2 separate regions of the Mus musculus genome follow, and region 1 is linked to region 2. Evidence: chromatin contacts called from public Hi-C data. All regions are on one chromosome and are shown on one strand. Each heading gives the region's core, a stretch centred on a gene start, on an enhancer-like site or on the middle of the called end of the contact. The rest is flanking DNA. Distances are from core to core; before and after follow the strand shown.

Region 1 (5,603 bases), core at 1,051-3,550, 54 kb before region 2:
AGTCGCTTCCCCTGGTTTAGACATGGCCACTGCTATCGTGAAATCAGAGCATCTCTGAGGAGCTGGCAGGAGAGCCTGACAAGCCAGGCCTAGAGCACTCTTTCATGGGAGAAGATAGAGGCACACAAGGCCCCTCCCACCCCTCTCAAAGGCTAGATAGGAGATGGAAAGTCAACTAGACATTAGAACTCTGGTTATTGTTGTTTTAATATAGGCTCTCATGTAGCCCAGGCTGGCCTCAGACTCATTATGTAGCCAAGGATGACCTTGAACTCCAGCTCTCCCTACCTCAGCCTTTTGAATCCTGGTGCCCGTACCACCTCCCCTGGGTTATTTGGTGCTGGCAATTATACGTGCTAAACTACACCCGCAGCTCTGAGGCACAGCTGAGGTACTTTCTGGCAGTGAGGCTGCCTTCGGAATCACCTACTCGGTGGTTTTCGAAGACTGGCTTGAATGGAAAACTCTTTAGTCTGTCCCAGACTTTCTGTTTGGGGTGAATGGACTTTTCTTTACATCACCCTAGGAAAAGTCACATGACAAGCATTTAAAACAGGGCCTCTGGGGGTCATTGAGATGGCTCAGCAGGCAAAGGCACTTGCCCCCAAGTCTGATAACCTGAGTTGGATCTCCAGGTTCCACATCTCAGGAGGAGAGAACCAAGTCCTGAAAGTTGTCCTGGACATCTCCTTAATTAATTAATTAACTAATTTTTTAAAAGTTTTTTTGTTTATACATATGTTTAGGTTTTTGTTTGTTTGGTTTTTTGGTTTTTGTTTTTGTTTTTTGTTTTTTCTCTGAAACAAGGTTTCTCTGTGTAGCCCTGGCAGACTTGGAACTCACTCTGTAGACCATGTTGGCTGCGAACTAACAGCGATCCCCCTGCATTTGCCTCCTGGGCGCTGGGATTAAAGACATGTACCACCACCACACAACTTAAAAAGAATTTAAAAAAAGAATTTAGAGCAGGGCCTGCCACCTTGTTAAGAGCCTTAACAGTACGTGGATCTGAATCTTTTTTTATTTTTAAAGCCTTATTTATTGTATGTGAGTACACTGTCACTGTCTTCAGACACACCAGAAGAGGGCATCGGATCCCCATTACAGATGGTTGTGAGTCACCATGTGGTTGCTGGGAATTGAACTCAGGACCTCTGAAAGAGCAGTCAGTTCTCTTAACTGCTGAGCCATCTCTCCAGCCCACGGATCTCTGTGGTGGTTTTAATATGCTTAGTGCCCAGGGAGTGGCACTATTAGAAAGTCTGGCCTTGTTGGAGTAGTTGTGGTCTTGTTGGAGGAAGTGTGTCACTGTGGGGTGGACAATGAGACCCTTGTCCTAGCTGCCTGGAAGCCAGTTTTCTCCTAGTGGCCTTCAGATGAAGATATAGAATTCTCAATTCCTCCTGCACCATGACTGCCTGGATGCTGCCATGCTCCCACCTTGATGATTATGGACTGAACCTCTGAACCTGTAAGCCAGCCCCAATTAAATGTTGTCCTTAGAAGAGTTACCTTGGTCATGGTGTCTGTTCACAGCAGTAAAACTCTAAGACAACCTCTAAGCTGCCGTGGTGTGAACAGTCCAAGAAGACCAAACACACCGCAGACAACCAACTCTAACATTCAGGGCTTGTGAAAAATGAATCCTGATTTCAAAAAATATTCAAATTGCTGGGAAGGGGGTGGGGGATGTGCTTCTTGGAAAAAAGAAATACAAAATTACTCTCTATTCCGTTCTCATTGCGCCCTAACTGAAGTACTTAGCCTCCTGCCAGCTGCGCGGCAGGCGCAGAATAAACATTTGTTGAAGAAATGAATGAATGACAGGTGGGCCACTGCACAAGTGTAGAGACATAAGGAGCTGGCACCCTGGCAACAGCCACGCCCCCTGGCAACAGCTCTGCCCCCTCCACTGTGGACCCAACTCTGACTTTTCAGCCTCCCCACGCCCACCCCCCCTCCCCGCATTGTCCAGACCCCAAGTCCAGTAGGTGTTACCACAGGTTTTTTTGGGGTATGAGCCAATAGTCTCTTCTACACACGCAAGTTCTGGGGTCTCCTAGCCTCGGCTAAACACACTTCTTTGGGACCCTTAACCGTGACTCCAGGGAAGGGAGATTAGGATTTTCAGGTTCCTGAAGCAGTTGCAGAGAGATGCTTGTGGGGAGGAGGGACACAGAAAAGAAATTGTGTGAGTGGTCCCAGAATGTGCAATGTGCAATGGCCGAGAGCACAGTCCTTCCCTCCTCGCGTGGTGGCGGGTTGAGGCAGAGAGTAGAGTACAGGCAGTGAGCTGCTTCCTGTCTCCCTCCTCCAGCCCACCCCCCTCACCTGCTTCCTTCTCTTCTGACTCACTCGGGGCCTGCTCTCTAACCTCCTTCATGCAAACACTGATTAATTTCCTTCCAGTCTCTAAGATGCACTTTAATCCTGGAGGGAGAGCAGGGAGCGGGGTGGGACTCAAGGCCAGTGGAAGTCAGAGCTGGGAGTTGCCACACCAGTGAGGGGGCCCTCCTCATACAGAGCCTCCACACTCTGGCTGTTGCCACAAAGATTTAATTTGTGTCTTAATGGGCCTCAGCCTCCTGCATAAAAGCCCTAAAGTGCCTTTTTATTAAAAAAAAAAAAAAAAAAAAAAACAAGTTGCTGATTGTATCTGCTGTGTCCTAGGGAAAGGCAGAGCTAAGGGCAGGGGGAGCAGGTGAAAAGAAGAAGTAGCTGGCCTTTCTTGAACTCCCCCTTTCTTGCTTACTAGTCTTGGTAGGTAGTGAGTATATGGCGAACCCCTTACTGGTCTTGTCAAGAACAGTGAGGACTCAAATACCTGATGCTGCCATTCAATCGGATCTAACAACTAATCCCAGCTCTCTTATGAAGACAGAGCTGGCTGGTGTCCTGAGACTTTATGGGGCAGAAGGAGAGGTACCCCAGTTGGCCCAGTTCTTAATTTATTCCTTCTGAGGAACTGTAGCCACTTCCAGTCCCTTGTCCCTCCCACACATAATCACCAAGTTCAGCGCCCTGGAAGCCCCCTTTGAAACTCTCTGCCAAAGAGCAATGAGCTAAGACCTTGGGTTGTTGAAACATAGCATTACAAGCAATTTCATTCTGGATCTGCTTGGCTTTTCTTTGTGATTGGTGAACCAGGGCAGCCTCTACTCTGCAGACAGAGCGAGCATGCAACACCACATGCAACACCAACCAGCATAGTGGGCTTGTAAGATGGGATCAAGAGAGGGAATGAGAGCAAAGGGAAAATTTGCCCAATGATTGACATCAAATAAATTCAAGTCACTTTTTTGTAGTGGTTTAAGTAGGGGGTCTTGGGACTTAAGAGATGGCTCAGCAGTTAAGAGTCCATGTAGGAGAGAGAGAGAGAGAGAGAGAGAGAGAGAGAGAGAAAGAGAGAGAGAGATTGCTCTTCCTTTGGAGTTTGAGTCCCAGCACCACATAGGTGGTTAGCTCACAACCATCTCTACCTCTAGCTCCAGGGAGATCAGACCCACACAAGTACACATAAATCAAAATAATAAATAAAATTTAAAAAAACCAAACAAACAGAGGGTTTGGGGCTGGCAAAATGTCTGCTCGCCACTTGAATTCTATCTTCTGAATGCACAAGGCAGAAAGAACAAACTTTCACAAGTTATTCTCTGGATTCCAGATCCTTGCTGTGACATGCGTGTGCCCCATCCATAAGATAAATAAATGTAATTTTTCAAAACTCAGAGAGCCTTTCCTTATCTTACTAACTCAGGTGCGCTAGACCCTCCTGTTTTCAGGGGAAACATATCTTTTGGGGGATCTGTCTGTTAAAATGTCTGTTTGGTTTTATGGCATTGAGAATGGATGACTCTATTTTGGTTTGGCCAAATCCACTGGGGCCTGTTATAGGTGTTCACCACCACCACCCCACTCCCCCTCCCCATCATCTTCTGTCATCTTGTTTACTAGCTCAACTACTTCTATATCTTTAGCTCCTCCTAGAATCCCTCTCGATTCTCCTTGTTTCTTCCATAGCTGAACACCCTTTATCCCCGACACACACGCGCGCACACACGCGAGGCCCTTGATGCTAGAGGAAGGTGGGTTAGAATTCTGAGTTCAGAGGGAAGTAGTCAGGTCTCCCAGCTGTCATGGATCAATCCCAATAGCAGGAGTCCTAAAATACCATTGCTTGATATCAAGATCTAACCTCCCATAACGTTCCAAACTCGTAGAGTCAAGCTGGCTGGCCCACCCAGCAGGGAGAAACAAGTATACCTGAGCAGGGGAATTCTATGCCAATCAAAACAATGGAAACTACCTCCTGTATGGGAATGGGACATCCAAGATGAACTGCCACGACATTCAGGAATCCAGCTGTTCCTGCCCAACAAAGATTATCACAGCTGGGCTACTAGAACCTAGGTTGCTCTTGGAGAGGGTGGGGAGGATCATGAGACGCTCACCTGAGTAGCTCCCAAATCCAGATGTTTGCAATTCTGCCCTAACTGCATGCGGCCTCAGGATCTCTAAGAGGGGAGGGAGTTTATAGGGTGAGGAAGGTGGAGGGAATGGGACTCCCTATAACACCACTATGGGGGAGCTGTCGCCCCTTGCTGGTGCAGATCCTCCAGTGTGAGTGTTTTAAGGTCGTCTACACACCCTCCCATAACCTCACAACCCAGTGCCCTGGAAGTTAGCCTAGTAAACTTATTGTTTGAACTTGGATGGACTCAACTTGGTTTCTCATTGGGACTTTAGCAAAAGGGGTAGATGTTTACAACTCCTCCAAGGGAGGGATTTTTAGCAACATAACCACAACTAAGATAGTCAAGTGTCATGATTTTCCCTGTCCAATTACGTTAGGGCAGCAGGAGGCCTGTGATTGGACAGGGAAAAGGGAGGCGGGCTGTTGTAGAGACAGAGAGCATCTCCAGGAGAGGGGAAGAAGGAAATAGGCCAAGATAGAAGCAGACGTGAACCAGCAATGGCTTTAACCAGCCACAGGTAGTTATGATATCATAAGTTTAGAATAATTGGGATAAAGCTTTTATCATTATCAATTGTTTCTGAAATTATTGTATTAGCATCGTGTAAATTGAGAATTTATTGATATATAAATCTGATTGGTTAATTATAAGCTTTAAGAGTTTTCATTCTACCGGTAAATGGGTGTTGTGGTGGCTGACTGTGGGATAGACGGTCATTGTGTGGGCTGGTGAAGAGAACTTGAGAACTCTGCACCCGCTCAAGAGTTGATGGGTAGAGACAGAGCCAGCGGGGCCGAGAGTTGCCAGCACATGTGTGGAAATGGGCATCAAACCCAACTGATAATGATAAAGCTTTATCCCAATTATTCTAACCTTATGATATCATAACTACCTGTAGCTGGTTAAAGCCACGCTGGTTCACGTTCACCACCATCTTCCTTTCTCCCCTCCCCCCTCCCCCCTCCCCCCCTCCCTGCAACACTTAGCTCTGCCTTTCCTTTCCATGTCCAATCACAGGCCTCCTGCTGCCCCAATGTCCTGCAACAGCCAAGTGCCCAGCTTCTGTTCCTGGAGTCAGGCCAAGCTCACCTCACTGGGCGTGGACGACTGTGTCTACTGGCTGAGAGT
Region 2 (5,576 bases), core at 798-3,297:
AAATGCTTGCTGAATTAGTGGCAGGCAGACAGGTGAGTGGTTTGTTTGTTGGGCAACAAGTACACTCACACCCAGCTTTCCTTTGGGTTTTCTCTTCTACAGAAAAGACAATCATCAAGAAGCCAATACAGAGAGATGCGAGTGGGGCAGGGGACTTCATCTTCCTGTTAGATTTAAAGGCTGCCTCTTTTTATGTGGCAATTCCATGAGTTGGAGAGAAGATTTGAGGGTAGCATGAGAATGAGGAATGCTGTATATGTTTATTCATTCCTCCCCCCCCCCCCAGTCTTGGTATGTCTATGGAGTCCTGGCTATTTTGGAGCTCATGATGTAGAGCACGTTGTCCTCAAATTCACAAAAACCTGCCAGCCTCTGCCTCAGGATGGCTGTGACTAAAGGCACGTACCATTATGCCCACCCAGCTCCTATGCACTTTTGACAGTTGTTCTATTGAAGGCGCGTGAATGTTCACAAAATCAGAATTAAACACTGTGGCGTTAAAGTTTTGTGATCATTGTCTTCCCTCAGTTGTACTGTTGCAAGGATTCTAAACTCAGTGTAATTCCTGGTTTTTAGGTATTTAGAGGCCATGAGAATGGATGTCAGCGGAAACAAACTCAGAGAATGCCCAAACTGATATAAAGGAAAGGAAAAGTACTATTTGGTAATAAAGTTAGTCTAAGTAATATTCTCTGGGGCTGGGTTCCCTTGGAGTTGAGAGGGTACATGGTAGCCTTCCCGTAAGTTCTGGACTTTTAAGTTGGCTCCAAACCCCTTAAGGTCAGGTCACTTCTCCAAGAGTTCTGGTGGACGTTTCTTTTGTGTTCAAATTAGTGATCGCTAGTGGACTATTCTGGTCACCGCTGACTGGAGAACAGAAAGAATTTAGGACTGTGGTAAGGAATATTAAAGAATTCTTTCAACGGCTCAAGTTTGGCCACTTATTAATGTCCAGTAGGGATCAAGTTAAATCTTCTCCCCCAAACCAACCATATTTACCCCAGGGAGGTTTTCCAAATCAAGATAGTGGGAGTGGACCTGGGGTACTCCAACTGAGGACATCAGAGGGGTGAAACACTTGGGCAAGTTCCTTCTGCCCCACGACTTGCTATCTAGAGATGTTCCTGAAATTCATTTATGGCAGGACGGAGGCCACTTTTCCGGGGGAACTGTCTGAGTGGGTTGGGAGTAGGGGAAATGGGAAGCGAGATTCTCCGGCGGCTGGCAGTTTGGGGAGGAACGCTTCGCGGCACTCATCAGGGGCGCGAGAACAGTGGCCTTGAAGACCCAGACGGCCAGCGGTGAACGCAGGACACCTAGGCAACTTCCGGGTTTGGAAACGCTCCACCCAGCTCTGGACAGACTACCAGGTCTCCAGGCGCATGCGCCGCCGCTCTGGGACCGACCCAAGTCACCCCAAACAACTAATTGGGCCCCCGGCCCGCTTGGGGCGTACCATTTGTCTCAGCTGGGGGGTGGAGGCAAAGCTCCCCCACAGGACTCTGAAACCCGCTCTCCTTCCTCAGCCAGGAGCGCAGGCTAGCTCTCGTAAAAGTCCTGGGAAGATGGAGGGCTGAGAGGCGGCTCGCACGAGGAACTCGGGAGGAGCACGCACCGCCCAGCCTCCGAGGCTCTGAACAAAGTGGCACGCCCGGATCCCAGCTGATCCGTCGGGCTCCGGCGGCGGCGGTGGCTCCCCCGGGCGAGACCATCGCGCCGCCTCGGGAGGGGTGTCCGCCTCGGGGAGGGGGCGGAGCGGCCATTGTCCGGTCAGCGCAGTCTACGGGGCGGGGGAGGGGATTACGGAGCGAGCGGGGGCCCGGGGCGTCACAGCCGGCCGCTGCGACTCCACTGCCGGCGGGGGCTACGGGTTCCTCCCCACCCAGCCCCGGACCCGCCAGCGCCGCCGCACGGGACAGCGCCGTGGCTGGGGGGCGGCGGAGAGAGCCGCCAAGGCCGCCAGATCTCCCCGGCTCGCACGGCCCAGCCCCTCCTCCGCAGCTCCCCTCCCTCTCCTCGCCGCGCCCCCCCCCTCCGCAGGCCGAGTGGTGCGGCCCGCCTCCAGCTGACCCGCCTGGAATCCCGGCTCGGAGCTCCGGACTCGCGCCCGCCTGCGCGCCCGCTCCCTCCCCCTCCCCCCGCCCCGCGCCCCCCGCCGCTGCCGCCGCCGCCTCCGCTTCCTCCGAGGGGGGCTCAGGCCCAGCCGCCGTCGCCTCCGAGCTCCGCCGCCGCCGCCGCCGAGCACCATGGGAGACGCCGGGAGCGAGCGCAGCAAAGCGCCCAGCCTGCCGCCTCGCTGTCCCTGCGGCTTCTGGGGGTAAGTGTGGGGGCAGGGGCGCGGGCTCGGGCCTCGGGGTGGCGGTGGGGACCCGAGGGAGGCCAGAGCCCCGGGAAGCTGGGCCGCGGAAGCCGGGCCTCGGGGGAGCGGGCGGGGACCGCGGCCTCGGCCTGAGGAGGGCTGCGGGAAGGGGACGCTGGTGGGGGGGGGGGGAGGAGGAAGAAGAGGAGGAATAGGAATAAGAGGAGCAGGAGGACCAGGACCGCTCGGGCCGCGCTACCCTCTGTGGGACTCGCTGGCCCGAGGCCGGCTTGGGGTGAGGGGCCACGGGTGAGCCGGAGGGACGAGGTGGCGGCGCTGGCACTTCTGACGGGGCAGGGTTGCCCCTTTTCCTTTTCCCTTGGCCTGTGGAGGCCAGTCCGCCTCCCCCTCATCTTGGTATGAGTTGGTGCCCAGCCATCAGGAGGGTATTTCCTCTGACTTTTTCACCTCCCCTCCTCCCTGCTGCTCCCCGGGAGATTTGCATCATCACTTCCTAAATTATATCTCAGTCCCCATTTGCTTTTAGGAAGCTGTTCACACGTCATACGTTTGAACAGATCCAGGGTCCAGAATTTGGGCTTGGGGTGTAAAGTTAAAAGGCATTGTTGAGGGTCTTACTTTTTAATCTAAAACATGTTTCAGGGAGTCTGTAAAATTACTCTGTCCAAAAAAACCCCTCCTCCACCACCACCACCACCACTACCACCACCACCACCACTATCACCATCATCACCACCATCATCATAACCACCAGCAACAACAAACAACAACAAGGAATCCCCCAAACAGATAAACACCCCTACCCAACTAAACCGAACCGAAAACAGAAACTTCTCAACAGAACCTCCAGCCAGCCTAGCTTGTGGAATGTGAGAGTTGCCTTCCTTCCTTGGCTCTCAAATTCTCTTTCCCTATTAAAAATTTTCTTTTTAAATGTTCACTACACAGAGTATAGAATTCCATGCCTCATTAGGGTGAGTTGGGGGAAGTTACAAATAGATTAGATAGATAGATGGGACCCCCCCACTCCTACCAGCAGTTATAGTTGGTCCTTGGAACACTTTGGGTTTTCTAGATTGTCACCTAACAAGCAATGGTCACAGCTCATGACTAGTTCTGTGTAAGGTTACTGGAGAGTTACAGCAGCTTTTGAGAGTCAGGCTTTTTATCCTTTTTAAAGATTGTGTTGGGATGTATATGAACGAAATTGGCTGTTTCTAGTGAAGATACCCTGGGAAGTAGCTATTTTATACTCCAGGAATGGTTGATAAAGAAATTAAAGACATGCTTAGGAGTGAAGAAGAGTAGAAAGTGCAGTGTAATGCAGATCTCTGGAAGGTTTCAAGTGTATCCTTTCAAAAAATTCTTCAGAGGAGGATAGGGATCTAGGACAAGTTGTAGCCTTAGCAGAAATTCCAAAGATGTAACAGTGTTTTAGCCGTAGAGTCTTCTTTGAATTTTAATTTGATTTAAAACATTTTAAAAGTTTATTTTGAACTTTATTATGAAAAAAAAAGTTGGAAAAAAACCACACATCAAAATTAACCAGCTCCAAAGACTTTACAGTGAGAGTTGTTGGAGTTATTGGCTTGTCTGTGAAGTGCTGAAGTGTTGGATGGATAGTCCAATTCTCCTAGGGATCTGACAGGGTTAGCTAGTACTGGATGGGAGGCATGCAGATGATGGGATGGCTAACTTGCTCCTCCTTGTAGGGAGTGCAGGGTGTGGTGGGCGAGTGCTCCAGAGAGCCTAGTGTCATCACATTTATGACATCACTTTGGAAAAATGTAGTGTCACAAGCCCTAAATTGTAACTTACTGTGGGACATGTGGCCTTAGAAAGTAGCTCCCAGTGCCCACCTCAGTGATTGCGCAGTGTGGAGAGGTCTGCTTCCTGGCAACCTGCTCTTATGTCCTTGGGACCATTAGTGAATAGAGTGAAGGCAATCCCTGCTTTCACCAAGGCTTAGAAGCTGGAGAAGTGGATGAAGGAAGCCCCTGCTTTCAGCCAGCAGATTTTGAGTCAGGCTACGAGACTTTGGTGGGAGCAGACAGCGGAAGTCTTGACCCACAGCACCCAGGCTTCCTTCATTTCTACTTTCAGTCTGTCCCCCTTACGAGCTTGGGTTTGCCTAACAGAAGTAGTGAGCACGAAGCTAGTAATTACCTGGTAACACGTTGTAACACACCCTTTTAAAACCTTTCCTAAGGGTGATTGTAGACACGTGTGTAGTTTGTATTTCATGCCAAAGAGTAACCAAATTATTGTCTTTGTTATGTCATAGCTGATTTTAATCATTTTCTTGTGTTGCACAGGGCATAATTATACCATGTCGATCAGGGGCACTTAGAATATGTTCAACACAGATACTTGAGTGCCTCTGTGAGTAATGGTGGGTGAGAGTCTTGGCACATCCTCAGGTGTGTGAGGCGGGAGAGAAGTAGCTTGGGAGTTGAGTAGGTGGTCCTTGTGCTGAGAGAAGCAGTTGCCCTGGGAAGGTGGAGGTGGAAGAGGGGATCCTGGAGGAAGTGACTCTTCAGCAAGGACATGGTGTAAGAAGGGTACATGGTAGAGAGGAGGAGGAGGAGTGTTTGAGGCAGAGGGAATGGAGTGGATGGAGGCCAGGAAGTGAGGGAGAGGGTGAGCAACAGGGTGGCCATGGATAGATTGTAGAGAGGAGTCAGCTGGGAATGAGGTGAGGAAGTGGAGATTGTGGCTGCGTGGGCAGTGCTGAGGCCTTTGGACCTTCATCCCGAGGACATGGCGAGTTAATAAAGAACGCCAAGCTTGGCTGCCAGGATGACCTTTGATATGGAAGGTTACTGGTTATCTTGAGAGTGGCTAGGTGTGTGGGCGTGATTGTATGTTTGGATGGATGTGGTGGTATATGTGTTTATGGAGTGCTGGCAGATCTGGAGATAGAGAACACCTGTCAGAAGTAGTAATCGGGGCTAGCCCCCACAGTGGCATGAACATGTCATGGCTGGGAAGAATACAGATGTGGATGGACATCAAGGGATGTAAGATATCCCTCGTCTTTTCCTTCCGTAAAAACAAAAAGGAGGCTCCCAAGAACTGTTGTGTGGCAGGCACAGCACTCTGGAAGCTGCAGGTCTTTAATGTGAGCTAGCCAGGGCCCACACCCAGGCCTTTGCTGAGGATCCTCTCTACAGAATTTTTCTGGCATTGTGAGAGTAAAGGGAGTTCCTTCAGAATTGCTGCTTTCTCCAGTGACTCAGGCTTTAGTATTTGCTGC

What was found. Hi-C and Micro-C count contacts between places; a contact is called where the count stands out from the background.
Region 1: a contact with region 2 is called in a Hi-C map of the N1E-115 cell line, with 2.7 times the contacts expected there. The contact joins the enhancer-like site here to the promoter of Zfand3 in region 2. A contact is called at or near these places in 1 of 484 Hi-C or Micro-C datasets (the N1E-115 cell line), 4 of 115 datasets of contacts at active chromatin or transcription factors (CD8 T cells and embryonic stem cells) and 2 of 9 other capture datasets (adipose tissue and pancreatic islet).

What each region holds. Positions count from the first base shown.
Region 1 is chr17:29,948,936-29,954,538 of GRCm38.p6, forward strand. No RefSeq gene overlaps it. Among named protein-coding and RNA genes, the nearest start is that of Zfand3, 53 kb to the right of the region's middle. Within about 2 kb of position 2,301, at least 31 of the 459 cell types and tissues checked have an H3K27ac peak or open chromatin away from gene starts, as enhancers often do. A contact at or near this core is called in CD8 T cells and the N1E-115 cell line, where this site is marked.
Region 2 is chr17:30,002,992-30,008,567 of GRCm38.p6, forward strand. Zfand3 (zinc finger, AN1-type domain 3) reads left to right here and starts at 2,048. Exons shown (of 6, transcript NM_001356265.1): 1 at 2,048-2,317. The coding sequence starts at 2,247.